Linked DNA regions of Mus musculus: region 1 is linked to region 2. Evidence: chromatin contacts called from public HiChIP or PLAC-seq data. All regions are on one chromosome and are shown on one strand. Each heading gives the region's core, a stretch centred on a gene start, on an enhancer-like site or on the middle of the called end of the contact. The rest is flanking DNA. Distances are from core to core; before and after follow the strand shown.

The links. HiChIP or PLAC-seq counts read pairs in DNA pulled down with a chosen protein or histone mark.
Region 1: a contact with region 2 is called in an H3K4me3 HiChIP or PLAC-seq map of forebrain, with 2.6 times the contacts expected there. The contact joins the enhancer-like site here to the promoter of 9430053O09Rik in region 2. A contact is called at or near these places in 1 of 39 promoter capture datasets (hippocampal neurons), 9 of 484 Hi-C or Micro-C datasets (brain, cerebral cortex, cortical neurons and 3 more), 7 of 115 datasets of contacts at active chromatin or transcription factors (embryonic forebrain, embryonic hindbrain, embryonic midbrain and 4 more) and 1 of 9 other capture datasets (embryonic trunk).

What each region holds. Positions count from the first base shown.
Region 1 is chr16:77,635,270-77,637,969 of GRCm38.p6, reverse strand. No RefSeq gene overlaps it. Among named protein-coding and RNA genes, the nearest start is that of Mir125b-2, 9.7 kb to the left of the region's middle. Within about 2 kb of position 1,294, at least 45 of the 459 cell types and tissues checked have an H3K27ac peak or open chromatin away from gene starts, as enhancers often do. A contact at or near this core is called in cortical neurons, embryonic forebrain, forebrain and 2 more, where this site is marked.
Region 2 is chr16:77,419,059-77,421,758 of GRCm38.p6, reverse strand. 9430053O09Rik (a long non-coding RNA gene) reads left to right here and starts at 1,377. Exons shown (of 4, transcript XR_003951960.1): 1 at 1,377-1,648. All of the region lies in intron 2 of Mir99ahg (Mir99a and Mirlet7c-1 host gene (non-protein coding)), which reads right to left.

The DNA of each region.
Region 1 (2,700 bases), core at 45-2,544, 220 kb before region 2:
CACACAGAGGCATTCAATGAGTATAATAAAAATTGTTTTTTTAAGAATGTTGGATTAATCCTAAAAGTTGGTGCCACCTGGGAAGTTAAAATTAAAAATGCCACTGTGGTTTTTTTTTCTCCATATATCTGATTAAGTTATAAACAAGTCGTTGGTTCTGACAAGTTGTTTTTAAATTAAATGGATTGACTCAACTACATTGGAAAAAAATCTACAAGCAAACATCTACTCATAATATATTAGCTGCTTCAGCAAGGTATGTTTGCATGAATTATCTGCATTTTGCTTTTTGGCAAACCTAAATTTTAAGCCAACTGTGATGTGGCCCAGGCCTATTAGCCCAACTATTTTGTAGACTGAGCAGACATTTAAAAGGCCAACCTGAGCTACAAAGGGAATTCTGGGCCAACCTAAACAACTTAGCAAGACCCTGTGTGAAGAGAAATACAGAGAAAGAATTGAGAAAATAACATAATTTGCCAACCACACCCCTATAAACACTGTAAACTTTCCTGAGATGACAAAGAGTATTCACAAATTCAAAACTCTCATAGAAATACTTGATTATACTTTCTTAGAAATCACTTCTTTCCTTCCTTCTTTCTTCTTTTTTCTTCCTTCCTGTCTTTCTTCCTTTCTTTCTTCCTTCCTTCCTTTCTTTCTTTCTTCCTTTCTTTCTTTCTTTCTTTCTTTCTTTCTTTCTTTCTTTCTTTCTTTCCCTCTTTCTTTCTTTCTTTCCCTCTTTCTCTTTCTTTCTTTCTTTCTTTCTTTCTTTCTTTCTTTCTTTCTTTCTTGTCGATGTGCAATGAGCTCATAAGAAGTGAATATCTTAATTAGAAATTAGATTCAGATCCCATGCTACTGTAGAACTTGAGTTAAAGAGAAAGCATATTCCTATTCCCCCCCATGCCTGACAAAGACACATTTAAAGTACATATTAAACAAAGGAAACTGCTTTTCATCACTAAACGCTGTATGCAGTACCACAGAAAATGTAATGCTCCTTTTAAATGCTAGACCTTTAAAACATTCGGTGGGTGACAGCATTAGAAAAAAAAGATACAGTTTCTCCAGTAAAGAATTCAAGCTGAATATGCAGCATTTCTAAGGAGCATTGAATAAGTCTATTTGTCCAGCTTTACTTTGCAAAGGCTGCGGAGAAAACAGCACCATAAACAGTTTCAGTCCCCACACAAGGGCTAAACAAAGAGTCCTCTTTCTAGCCATCTAATCGGGTAATGTATTTTTTCAACCATCACATAAATCGAAACACAGCTGTAACCAATGACTTGCAGATCCAGTTCCCAGCCAGCTGGAATCATTTCTGCTGAAGCAGCAAGATTTTTACATTGTTCACGTCTGTACATCTGGAGAAATCATTGAGGTTCAAAGGTGACCAGAAAAGCTCTTTAAATAAATTCAGCCAACGGGGAGGATTTGCTGAAGGATCTACAAATTCTACATTCGCTTCTACAGAGTGTTTGGGTCATGAAATTAATGCTTATAAAGGCTATTGTCATCTTTGTCAATATAGACCTTAAGAGTCTCTAATTGGATTAAGCAGTTAAACATCCATTTCTTTCAAGCGACTTGCTTAGCTTTTCTCAAAACTTTTTACTTCCTGTGACATACTGCTATTTGAAGAGTTATATTAAAATACCAAGTTAAGTGCAGAAGCATCGCCAATAAATCCTGCAAAGAAACCAGACACAATACCAGAAACTGTCCTACTAATATCTCAAGGCTAATTGTGTTTAACTATCAGTCTCTGTTTAGGTAAAACAAATGAGAAATTCTATATGAAATAAAATAGGGATGGACTATCTCCATCAAACTAGGCAGGTAAATCCCTGCAGGAGCCAGAGTCCAGGAAGAAACAAATAGTGGATTACAAGTGTTCCACATGGGCTCTTGGAAGGAAGCAACTCTGGCACAAAGAGAAACTCAAAAACAAGAGCCATTGGTGTTTTATCTTAGAAGTGCATAACTGCACACAGCTAGCACTTGCTTCCTAAAACACACACACACAAAACAAACACACACACACACACACACACACACACACACACACACCAGTCAGTCCTTTGAAGAAAGAGCCTGCCACAAAGACTGGATAAATGTAAAAGCCAATTAAATCCCAGAAGAGAAAATATATCCATGTTAAAATTATGATCAGAAGATCAATTTCATGACCAATTTTCCTCACAGGAATGCACGCATCATGTGGGCCTGCAGACATATAGCTCAGTGATATGGTTTCTGGTTAGCAGTCATGGGGTCCTCAGTTATAGATCCAATATCCCAAAACACAACAACAAAAAACCAAGCATTTATGCAACTTGGAAAAATAAAAGTGTGTTCCTCACAGAATTCTCAAGCTTGTTTCTATTGTACTAAAAAATATACAAAGAAATCACAAATATATGTCACTTTCTCCTTTGGATAAAATATGTATCCAAGTTACTTTCATTGTTTAACTATCTTACTGAATAGTGTGTCCATTTTCATTTATTCTGATCAAGTTAGTAACTTTTTTCTTTACATTTTATTGGATATTTTCTTTATTTACATTTCAAATGTTATCCCCCTTCCCCCTGCTTCTATGAGAGTGTTTTCCCACTCCTGCCTCCCCACCCTGGCAATCCCCTACAATGGGGAATTGAACCTTCATATGACCAAGGGTTTCTCCTCCCATTGATG
Region 2 (2,700 bases), core at 128-2,627:
TGATGCTGCAGGTCATTGGTCTAGACTGTTTGCACGGTCCAGAGAGCAGCCTTGATGTAACCCTTGCTCCGTCTGAGCCACACCACCAGCCGTGCAGCTGCAGACTGGAGGGGGACATTGGAGATCTGTATTTGAAAAGAAGTCTGTCTGATTTTGCCATTGTGCCTTTTCACTCATCGATCGAATGAATATCGAACCTTCTGTCGTTGCATGTGTGAAATAGATAGCTTAGCCAGCACTTTTGTGCCCAACCTGTGCTGTGGGCCAAAAGGTTTTCATTTTAGTCTCAAGTTGGTTTTTTTTTTTTTCTCCTTCTTTCTTTCTTCATACTTGATGAATTTTGTGTTGGCTTAAATTATTCGTATGCCTTTATCCAGCTGTTCTGGAGACTGCCTGGGATACTGTACAAGCAGGGATTTTTGTTTTGCTGTGAAAACGGAACTTTTTTTTCTCCTGTCCTCTGTTTTCCTTTGTAGCTGTCTTAAGGTCTTTTTTGTAGCTTTGTAGGTAGAAGTGTGCTAACTTTTACTACACCCTATAAAGCCGAGCATCTAAGTTATCCTTTTACGGGGACGACTTGATGGTGTCTGTTATTTAACAGGCTTAAATCCAGAAAGGTGAACTTGAGCCTCTCAAGGTGATTTCAGTGAATTTATAAGAGTAAGTAAACCGGATAAACACATTGATTTTTAAACTGAATGACAGTGTCTGCTAAACTCTATCTGAAAGGAATGTGTTTTCTTTGCTTTCTCTCCTTCTTTAAACATCAGCAAAAATATTAATTGGAAGTGTTGAAATATACTTAAAAGCACATAACTTATTTTGTGCTTAGGAAAGTACAAATGACAAATAAAATCATTATGATTTAATATATTGAAGTAAATATTACTGATAATATCTGTCTCCGGGCACGATTTAACTAAAAAAGTAACTAGAAGGTTTTTGCATTTCAATTTTTAAATATAACTAAAATTTCCTTGCTGCTCACCAGCAGCTGATGTTAATGAGACTTATGGCACCTGCTCATTCCCGAATGCCCAATTTCACCGTGTCCTTGTGAAACTGGGTAGCTTGAGGATGTCTTGGGTGCATCTCCCCAGCATGGTGATTTGAAAGCACTGTCTGTCTGTGACTGTCATCAGGAGTGGTTTGGTTGGATTTGAAGAAACGAGTACTTCATACTTAAAGGCATACATATTTTCTCTAATTGCCAAAGGCAAGGGGGAGGTCCAGGGCAGAATAAAAAAGGTTATTGTGACAGATGAAATATAATTCACAATGAGCATTCTTTTCATCTAGGCTGAAGTACCACAGGATTACTTACAAGTTGAATTTTGTGGCAGAACGTATAAACTCATATTAAAAGAAGCTAGAAAGAAAAGCAGCAAGCCTGTTACTCTCTGGCCCCGGAAGTGTTTATTTTGAATATGTCTGTCTTGGGATTGTGTTCTGTTTCTCCTAACATAAAGATACACTGGCGAGAAGAGGGACTAGGCAGCAAGGGTGGAAAGGAAGAAACCTAAAAGCAATCAAAGCTGCTTCTTCCCTCTACCAATGAAGAAAGAGGAGTTAGATGGATTTTTATTCTCTTTGGGATGCACATGCAACAATCATATTTTTCAGCACACGTTTATTTTTGGCTGCAAAAGTAGGTAACTATTATTTTATAAACTTACTATACCTTAGATAATATTTTTCCTTCCTTTAAAGTTCCTAGGGTCAAATGATTTACGAGGGTGTTTTTGTTTTTTTCTGTTCTGTTTTGTTTTGTTTGTTTAGATTCTGGTTAGCATTCTGTGAGGGTTGAACACAGGTACATGTTTGACCAGATATTTTGTTTCCTTTAGCTTCTTTGTTCTAGCTTAAATGAAAATAGTTTCATTTGACCTCTGTACATTTTATTTCTAGATGCAAAAAAAAAAAATGCTTTCCTTTCTATTTGTACAAAGGTCAGTTTTTAAATTAACTGAAAAGCAAACCATGTACTTTATAAATATTCAGGCACCATAAAAAAAAAACTCGGAATATAAACCCATCTGCAATTAATTTTTAAGCAGTGAGTCTGGGTTTATCTATTCCTGGAAATCACATGCTTTGTATTTTCCATTCTTTTTCTAAGTTAACCGAAGTAACTGCCCTGTGTTAAGGGAAAGCTACGAGGTTCTGCCTGCTAGTCATCTTCTGCTGGAAACCAGGCTGCCCTCTCTCTCTTAAGCTCTGATGGACTATCTCTTGTTTTACAGTTACCCATAGCATGCATGTGTGTATATGACTGTGTATGAGTGTGAGTTTGTGCATGCTTCTTAATTGAGGTCTTTTCAATTTACCAGATAAATTTCTTATTGTAAACCCTGCAGTGAATAATTCAAATGCAGTGAGTTTACTTACATGTTGTCTGAGTGAAGGGAGCAAAGGCATACATGCCCTCACATGTAGCTGTTCTATATTTCTTTCCTTACTGCACAATAGTGTTGTTATTTTGATAAATAAAACATGCAGCTCACATTGACTACAAAGGCTTTGTTCCTCTGTGCCGACGTTTTAGCAAAAAACTTTAGTATATTTTCATGCCATATCAATAAGCAATAAGTCTCTTTGGTCTTGATATTTGATACTTTACAGATGTTTACTATGGCTTCCAATATCTGATTTCCCTTTTGCCTTGTGATTTGTCACTTACGATTAAAACATATGATTACT